2 separate regions of the Pan troglodytes genome follow, and region 2 is linked to region 1. The links are chromatin contacts, called in public HiChIP or PLAC-seq maps. All regions are on one chromosome and are shown on one strand. The core of a region is the stretch at or near the end of the contact, and the rest is flanking DNA. Distances in the headings are between cores, read along the strand shown.

Region 1 (4,067 bases), core at 1,070-3,569:
TCTTAATACTTAAAAAGGTTTTCTAAACATAAATCATTATCCAACTTAGATAAAGTCTGCAATCTTCTAACCATAAAGGATCATGGGGGTGAGGGTGAGGGGTGTGATAAAAAATGTTTAAAAAAAAAAAAGAAACAAAATAAGTAAAGACATTAAACTCAAGACTCAATTTTTACTCAGCTGCCTACTGGGCAACTACCACCCCAATTATCTTCATAATTCCCTTACCTAAAATTAATTTCCTCAGTAAGTTCTACTGTCTCTCTCTTACCTTTAAAGTTGCTGAGGTTTTAAGGTGAGAACAAGAAACCTTACAAGGACTTGGAATGGCAGTATTGATGTTGGCAGAAAAACTTGAACTTGGCACAGATTTCTGCTTAAGTGCACTAATTACATCTCAGAGAAAGGTAAAAAATTGTTCAAATTTATAACAGAAGGGAAATAAGATCATATTGTTTACTGCTATAAAGCTTTTTTATTTCGGTATGTAAATGTCTACTTTTGCACACAGTTGATAATTAAAATTTTACAGAACAAGTTTCTACATATGCAATGCTTCACTGTCACTAAAATATATGTTTTAGCTTTAACCATCAAGAAAATAAAAAATTAGAAGTATTATCATGTCTTTATAATATTTATGCCAAATATCCTTCTAGATTTATATTTCTTCAATCCTTTCTAGTTGATCAAATTGCTGTTTTCATATTGCCAGTCTGATCACAAAATTGCTGCTTTACAGAAGAATATTTTTTGCTGACATAAATTATGGGATCAGAGATACCAATGCAGTTACAAAAAAAAAAAAAAAAAAAGGGTGTGAGGGAGAGAGAGCGAGAGCGAAAGAGAGTGTGTGTATATGCATGTGTGCATCCATCTTCAAGGAAAGAATAAAGAAATGTATATATGAAACAAAATAACACTTTCCAATATAAGCCCTAGTAAAAGGCCTACATCAGAAACATACTTTCTAACATTTGTGAAATAAAATACAGCACTGAATTTTAAAGCTATGCACTAAGAACATATTATACAAAAATGAAGTGATTTTTATCAATATTGTTATTCCATAAACTTAAATCTGGATTTACCTTTCAATTTATAGCTAACTGATATTAATATACTAACTATAAGTTCATGATTTCTTTGACTCATGAAAACATATTTTAGAAATTTGTGTACTTTTACATACAGTGGGCAATTTGGTTCAGAACCCCAAGAGAAATTGAGATGAAAAACTCATCTCAATTTACAACAGTAAATAAATAATTCAGCTAAAACTGAAAGTGGTACCAATCCAGCAAACTATTGATGGAGAGGTTTGGCCTTCCATGCAGCCAGAACAACATAAAGTTTTCAATGGGGATTACTTGTTCAGACAAGTTACAAAGATTACAAATATACCCAGATTAATTATAAAATAGCTAATATTCTCATCATATGGAAAATAAGTATCAGGAACGTATGTGGGAACAGACAATAGCAGTGGCATTTAAACTTTAAGCATTTTAGAGCTTTGGACTTTATATACTGATATATGAAACAGACATTTAACCCAAAAAAAAAGCAATAATGCAAGTCAAAACCTAACCAAAGGCCTCTACCAACTAAAAATTTGAAATTTTCCATGGAAGTCAGACAAAACGAAAAAATGGAAAATGAAACCCTTAAAGCAAAAACCAATCAAGTCTTCCAACACTGAAGTCAATATCCAAATCTCATACAGGACCAAAAAGGGGAAAACACTCAGGTCTACAAATGGATAAGCAGTTCCAATACAATCCAGATCCCGACATTTTCCCACTCAGAAACAAATGCAGTGGAGCTTTTCCCGGAGAAAAAGAGCTCTCCAATGAATTTTTTTTAAGTGACATCTAGAAAGTGTGCCTCTTTCTGTCTCTTTCCCTGGCGCCTCATTGGAGGAAGGAGGGGGTTGTTTTTGTATTCTCCCCCACTGGAGCAAGACACAATCAGATGTTAGATGGAGGAGAGAAACCACTTTTGACAACAGCAAATAAAAATAAAAGTGCCCTTCCTCCCCTGACAGGATGGGCACCCCACCTCACACACCCCTCCCTACTCCAACCCCTCCTTCACCCCCCCAGCACCACCCCCTCCTCACCCCGGAGCTCCACTGCGTATGTGGTTTGGTGCTACTGTTGCCCCGGAGTGAAAGTCAGAGCCAGAGGAAGGCAATGAAGCCCCCACAGACACACTTACCTTTCCTGCCCCCCACTTTTGAGTGCCTTCCCTGGAGCTGTGGAGGATGACACAAAGGGTAATAAAGGGGGGGAGTGGAGGAGGAGGAGGCGAAGGAGGAGGAGGAGAGCTGGGGAAGTGGCTGCTCCTGGGTGTAGTGAGATGTCTCCAGCCAGGGCCAAGCAGCAGCAGTAGCAGCAGCAGCAGTAGCAGCAGCAGCAACAGCAGCAGCAGCAGCAACAGCAGCAGCAAAGGGTCTGTGTTGCTAAGAGGCTTTTGGTTTCTTTCTCTCCTCCTCTCACGGCCAAAGAGGAGGAGGGTGGAGGGGGCTCGGGAGGGAGGCGAGTTGGAGGGGTGAGGGGGTAGGAGTCGTGGATGGGGGTTTTCGAAGAAGAAGAAACTCCTTCTCCTCTCTCAGGCTCAATCCCCCTCTCAGGGCTCAGGGCTGGAAGGTGGGGGAAGGAACTCAGCCGCCTTCCCCCCACCCCCCTGAATTCAAGGTTGAAGTGGGGTAGAATTAGTGTCCTGTCCCTTTAAAAATAGAAATAAAAGGTGCCCCCCCTCTGCCACTGCCTCTCTCTTCATCATCAGCTGCTGCTGCTGCTGGGGTCTCTCTGCTTGGGGGGGAGGGGGGGTTCGGGTAGAAGAGACGGGAGGCACTCACTGCGCATGTCCCTCTCTGACGGGTGGCTGGTTGGTTGAAGGCAGGAGGAGGGGGAGGGGAGGAAATGAGCTATTTTCCCAGAAGGCGTCGAGGCGCTAGCGACCCGGAAGACATTGTAGCGGGAGGTACAGGAGCGGGGGCGGGGAGGAGGAGGAAGTCGCTACGCTTTTAACACCCCCAGCTCCCTCCTCCTTCCTAAGGGAAAGTGGAGGAACGGAAGTGGGCGTGGACGGAGACGAAAGGAGGTCACGTGTTTGGGCGGGAGAGGGGCGGGGTGGGAGAGGTAGTGCGTGCGCGGGGCATGCCGGGAGTGGTTGTGTACGGTCCGCAGCGGCCCGTGAAGCCTAGCAGAGGACGCGGCCAGGCGATTCGGTGAAGCGATTCCTGCAGGCGTTGGTTCCCCTCTTTGTCCTGGTAAATGCAGGCTTTTATGCGAGAGGTAATGGTGGGGGTAAACTTGCTGCAAACGAAGGCCAGGGGCGTCGGTGGCGCAAGGTGAATCGAAAGTGGGAGGATGGAAGGCTGTGGAGATTGGGAATTGGGAAGGGGGCAGACTTGTATAGGCCGGGAAGGCCAGGACCAGGCGAGCTCCGTCTTGTGGCCACTCCCGCCCCGTGAGCTTGCCGACGAATCCTTGACAAGTGCAGGGAGTCCTGAGACTACCTCTGCATCGGGGTAGTAGGTGAGGAGCGTGACGGTCCGAGTGTAAGAGAGAAGGGAACTGTGAAGCCTCAGCAATTGACCCTCATGACTGCAGGACGGAGGACTTCTGTCTAGGGACAGAGACAAGTCCTCTGTATGCATTTTGACCAGATGCATCACACGCGTTGCTCATATTGGATATTGCGCCCTTCATGCCTTACCTCTCAACCCTCTCTGGTATTCTGGAGTGGCTTTGGGGAAGGAGCAGGCAGGGAAGTCTTGAGTGGAGCTTCCCTCCATGTCTTGCGTTGTTGCTACAACACAAAGCCTTTGCTTTTTCTCGGAGAGGGATGTGGGATTGTGTAGTCCTTAATGTTGATGAGGGAGAAGGGACGTGATCAAAGTTTCCCCTTATAGTGTAGATGAGAGTTTTAAAAGGACTGTTTTGTCAAGTTTCTTTGGTTACTATTCTTAGTTTTTGAGCCTTTGGTTTCCCAAATGCCAGCTGTTTTTGCTGAAAATAATGAATTTCTATCATAAAATTAGAATTAACTCAAAATAT
Region 2 (4,067 bases), core at 1,129-3,628, 630 kb before region 1:
AGTCTCGCTCTGTCCCCCAGGCTGGAGTGCAGTGGCACGATCTCTGCTCACTGCAACCTCTTTCTCCCGGGTTCAAGCAATTCTTCTGCCTCAGCCTCCCGAGTAGCCGGTATTACAGGCGCGCACCACCAGGCCCGGCTAATTTTTGTATTTTTAGTGGAGACGGAGTTTCACCATATTGGCCAGGCTGGTCTCGAACTCCTGACCTCGTGATCCGCCCACCTCGGCCTTCCAAAGTGCTGGGATTACAGGCGTGACCCACTGCGCCCAGCCTAGAACAGATTTGACTCAAGTTCTAAAATAATAGGATCAAAGTAATTACACACAATACTGGTACTTTTAAGGCCATCTTTCTTCTGGATCAAGACCCACAAAATAGCAAAAATATCCAAAGTTGTGCTTATTAGGGTTCAATGTAATTAACTATTGTATATAATATGATTTTATTTTAATTTTCCTTCCCATGGAAAGCTGAGTCGTTAGAAACAAATTAAAAAAAAAAGTTCTCACATACAAAAAAAAAAGTTCTCACAGCTCTGAACCTTAGGGATAAATGCTGGGTTTTGATTATAAACATATTTATATATATAGGCACACACAAATAGATATGTGTATGTGCGTGTATATACATCTATTACATTATTTGTGTCTGTACACACACAGTTAAGTTCATCCCGATGCTACGGCCATATGCATTTTCTACTGAAAATGTAAGACTTTCAAGTAACTATACATCAAAGAGAAATGTGATTAAATAAGAGCAAAGTAGTAATCACAGGGTAACATAATGAGGTCAGAACTCAACCAGCCAATCGAAGGCATAAAAGCATTTCCTGCAATATTAATAGTCAAAAGAGAAAACCAATCACTGAAACCTCGAGCTTCCTTTTGACAGTCACTGAAGCAAGAGAACCAATCCACACACACCCGAGGTTGACAATAAGGCGGGACTGTAGGTTCATTGAAGAAATTCTTGAGGGTGCAGTTACTATGAACTTCGCACGCAAGTAACACCACTCGAGTCATAAACACTCTCTGTCAAGCCAGATGAAATCCAACCGTCTGCAAAATTTAACCCATCGGAGGAAAAGCAGCAGTTTTCCCAAAAGGTGCTGTATTATCAAAATTACAACTGCCAATTTAGATGCACTAGGTCCTCAACTTCTAAGGACCACCTCGCAATGACAATTCTCGAGGACAACGCTACGCCGGCGGCTCGCTTCGGGGCATCCCCGGCTCCTCTCTAACGTTGCGCACGGAGCACGGCCGTCCCGGCGGAGCAGGCAGAGCCCGTCCGCCCCGCGCCCGGCTCGGGTCGGCTGAACTGGCCGGCGGGCGGCCCTCGGACGCTACGACCCGCTCGGTAGTCGTGGCCCCCGCCCTCCCCCGCCGCAGTGCTGCACCGCCTCATCCCGCTGCACCTTCGCGGGCGGGGGAGCCAGGATGATTACATTACTGGGAGGAAGATGTTTGTTTTGAAAGCACCCTTCCACAGTCATTTCAAAGAGAACTCAATACAAAGCCAAAGTTAAAAGTGGAAAAAATAATAATCTTGCCTAGCCAAATAATACCATGCCATTAATTAGCCCCGCGCCTGGGGGAGGGAGGTGGAAAGGTAAACAGAGACCGTACGCCAAGTGCGGCCAGCGCATCCCCTGCGCCATTCCCGGCCGCCGCTTACGGCAAGGCCCCCTTACGGCAGCGTAAGCAGCGCTGCGAGCTAATCACAACACTGGGACGCAACAACATGGCGGCCGCGGGCGGGCGCTACGCCGGCCGAGAGGGTTTACGCTACTCCGCCGGCGTAGAGTCCCGTGCGTTAGAGCGGCAGCGGCGCCCTCCAGCGAGCGTAAAGCGCTCTGTGAATGGCGAGGCCCGACTGACAAAGGGGAGGGGGGAGGAGGGAAGGGGGGGTAATAAACACTCGAGTCCCTACCGATTCCTCCTCCTTCTCCATCCCGGTGGGCATCTGGGGCACGGCCCGGTTGATGGAGACGCAGTCGTTGAGATCAGGCATGTCCTTGCCGCGGTAGATAGGCAGCGGCTTGGCGGCGTCCAGCGCCCGCGCTCGGAAGGAGAGTTTACTCATTGTCTCCCCGCCTTACAGGAACAGCCCGGGCGGCGGCGGCGGGGCGGGCGGGGAGGGGGGGAGGACTCCCGCCGCCTCCTCCACCTCCTTCCTCAGTGCAGCGCGGCCGGCCCGCTCCTCCTCCTCCTCACTGCCCCCGGCCACAGCATGGGCGCCCACCCCGCCCGAAAACAGCCCCCCGCCGCCCGCGGCCGCTTCCACACACTAGATCCGCCGCTCGCCCGCCCGATCCGCTCCCTGCGCCATGGCCAACATGGCGGACATTACCACAGCGGCGGCGAGCGATCCCGGCAGCCCGCGCGAGAGCGCGCCCCCGTCGCGGGAACGCGCCTCGCCCTCTCCCTCCCTCCCTCCTTCCTCTCCCTTCCCCTCCCTCGCCTGCCCACCCACTCTCTCCGCGGCGCTGCCGGCCCGCGGGAGCGTGCTCGGTCTCGGTCGGCTCCGGGGAGAGGGGGCGGGGGCGGCGCCCCTCCGCTCGCCGGCCGGTGCTTTCGCTGTGTGGCAGGTGCCAGGTGCGCAAGTTCGCCCGCGCCCGGGAGCGTGCGCCTCTCCCTCCGCCGCCCGGTCACCCCTCTCGCTGGGTGTCCCGGAGGAAGGCGCCGGGCAAAGACGGCTGCGCCGAGCAGCGCGTTTGTGCAGAAGTCCGGGAGCGGGAAGGGAAGATGTCGACCCGGACCCCACCAGCCATCACCCAAGCCTGTACTCGGACAGCGCTTATCCCCAAGGCGCCCTGTGCGCAGGCTAATTCGCATCCTCCGAGGCGCACATCCCCGAGAGGTGCAAGAGGTCTCTCCCATCAGTCCCATCAGTCCGTTCGGAGGACTGGACCGCGCTGCTGGTGCCAGCCCTCTTCTACGCCCTCCCCTCCGTACCTGTCCGAAAGAGCTCTCCAAGGTGCAGCAGCGCGTTCATCCTCGCTTTCGCGGGGAGGATGCTCAGGGCAGCAGTGAGGGTTCATGGTTTGAGGCTGCCAGATGCAACAAGTGAACTTAGGTTCCCTGTCACCCAAACTTCGGTACAGCTGTTTAGTGGATGGTAGGTATTTTTCTGAGTTCAAAAATAGTAGCTTTCCTAAAAGTTCAGCTTCTAAAAATTTAGCCAAGACAGCACACATTTGCGAAGTAGCAGTTGTGTGTCAAATGTGGGGTGCTGTGGAAGACTCGAAGAAATCTGAGAAGAGGTTCCTGCCTCAGAGAGCTTTCACCTTAATGGGATGCCAGGATGGCTGGAAAGATGAGTAACACAGACGTAAATAGTTGAAGAAAATGACAGCTGGAAAGATAAGTGACAACCGAAAAAAAAGTGTAAATATTTTAAGAAAACAATACAAGAGATGACACAGGCAGTAAGTAGCACCTGATTAATTACCAAACGAGATCTAGGCAATAATTGTGAGAGTTCAGAGAAAGGAAAAGAGGCATGACTGCAGCCTAAACTGGTTAGAGAAAGTTCTCAAGAGGAGGGAAAATCAAGGTGACTCAAATAAGTACTAGCTGTTGTTGACATCAACCTGGTTTAGCCAAGAGTCTCTTGGTTAGTCTTTAAGCATTACGCATTTCTCACAAAACCGTACAAAGAGAGTTTTTAACACATTTTACCATTTTCTAATAATCGATCATACTCTGTCTAACCCAGAGAAAGGCAGATGATTTCCTAAAGACCAACAGTGAAAAAATTGATTCCTACTGTCATTTCTATGTGACAATAAAACTATATCTCTTCCTCTATTACGTCCTTCTTCCCCTCCTCCACTTCCTCCCCTCCCCCCTTTTCCTCCTGTTCCTCTTCCCCTTTTCTCTCTACAGTCTCCTCCTTTGAAGGCAGAATGGTGGATATAGTCTTCATGGTAGTGTCCAAATAGTCTAACCAGTCTGTCGCAGCCAAACTCCGAGTATTGTTTAGTGGGGCTTGAGTGTTTTTCATCCACTTTGTTGTTGGAAGCAATGGAGTTGCTGTGACTCATTTCTTGTAAGCAGTA

What was found. HiChIP or PLAC-seq counts read pairs in DNA pulled down with a chosen protein or histone mark.
Region 2: a contact with region 1 is called in an H3K4me3 HiChIP or PLAC-seq map of stem cell-derived excitatory neurons, with 6 times the contacts expected there. The contact joins the promoter of EPC2 here to the promoter of ORC4 in region 1. A contact is called at or near these places in 1 of 7 Hi-C or Micro-C datasets (stem cell-derived neural progenitor cells) and 1 of 1 datasets of contacts at active chromatin or transcription factors (stem cell-derived excitatory neurons).

Annotation. Positions count from the first base shown.
Region 1 is chr13:50,055,802-50,059,868 of NHGRI_mPanTro3-v2.0_pri, reverse strand. It overlaps ORC4 (origin recognition complex subunit 4), which reads left to right and starts at 2,319. Exons shown (of 14, transcript XM_054679026.2): 1 at 2,319-2,454. It overlaps MBD5 (methyl-CpG binding domain protein 5), which reads right to left and starts at 2,358. Exons shown (of 14, transcript XM_054679016.1): 1 at 2,221-2,358.
Region 2 is chr13:50,681,912-50,685,978 of NHGRI_mPanTro3-v2.0_pri, reverse strand. EPC2 (enhancer of polycomb homolog 2) reads right to left here and starts at 2,378. Exons shown (of 14, transcript XM_016949790.3): 1 at 1,937-2,378. The coding sequence starts at 2,089.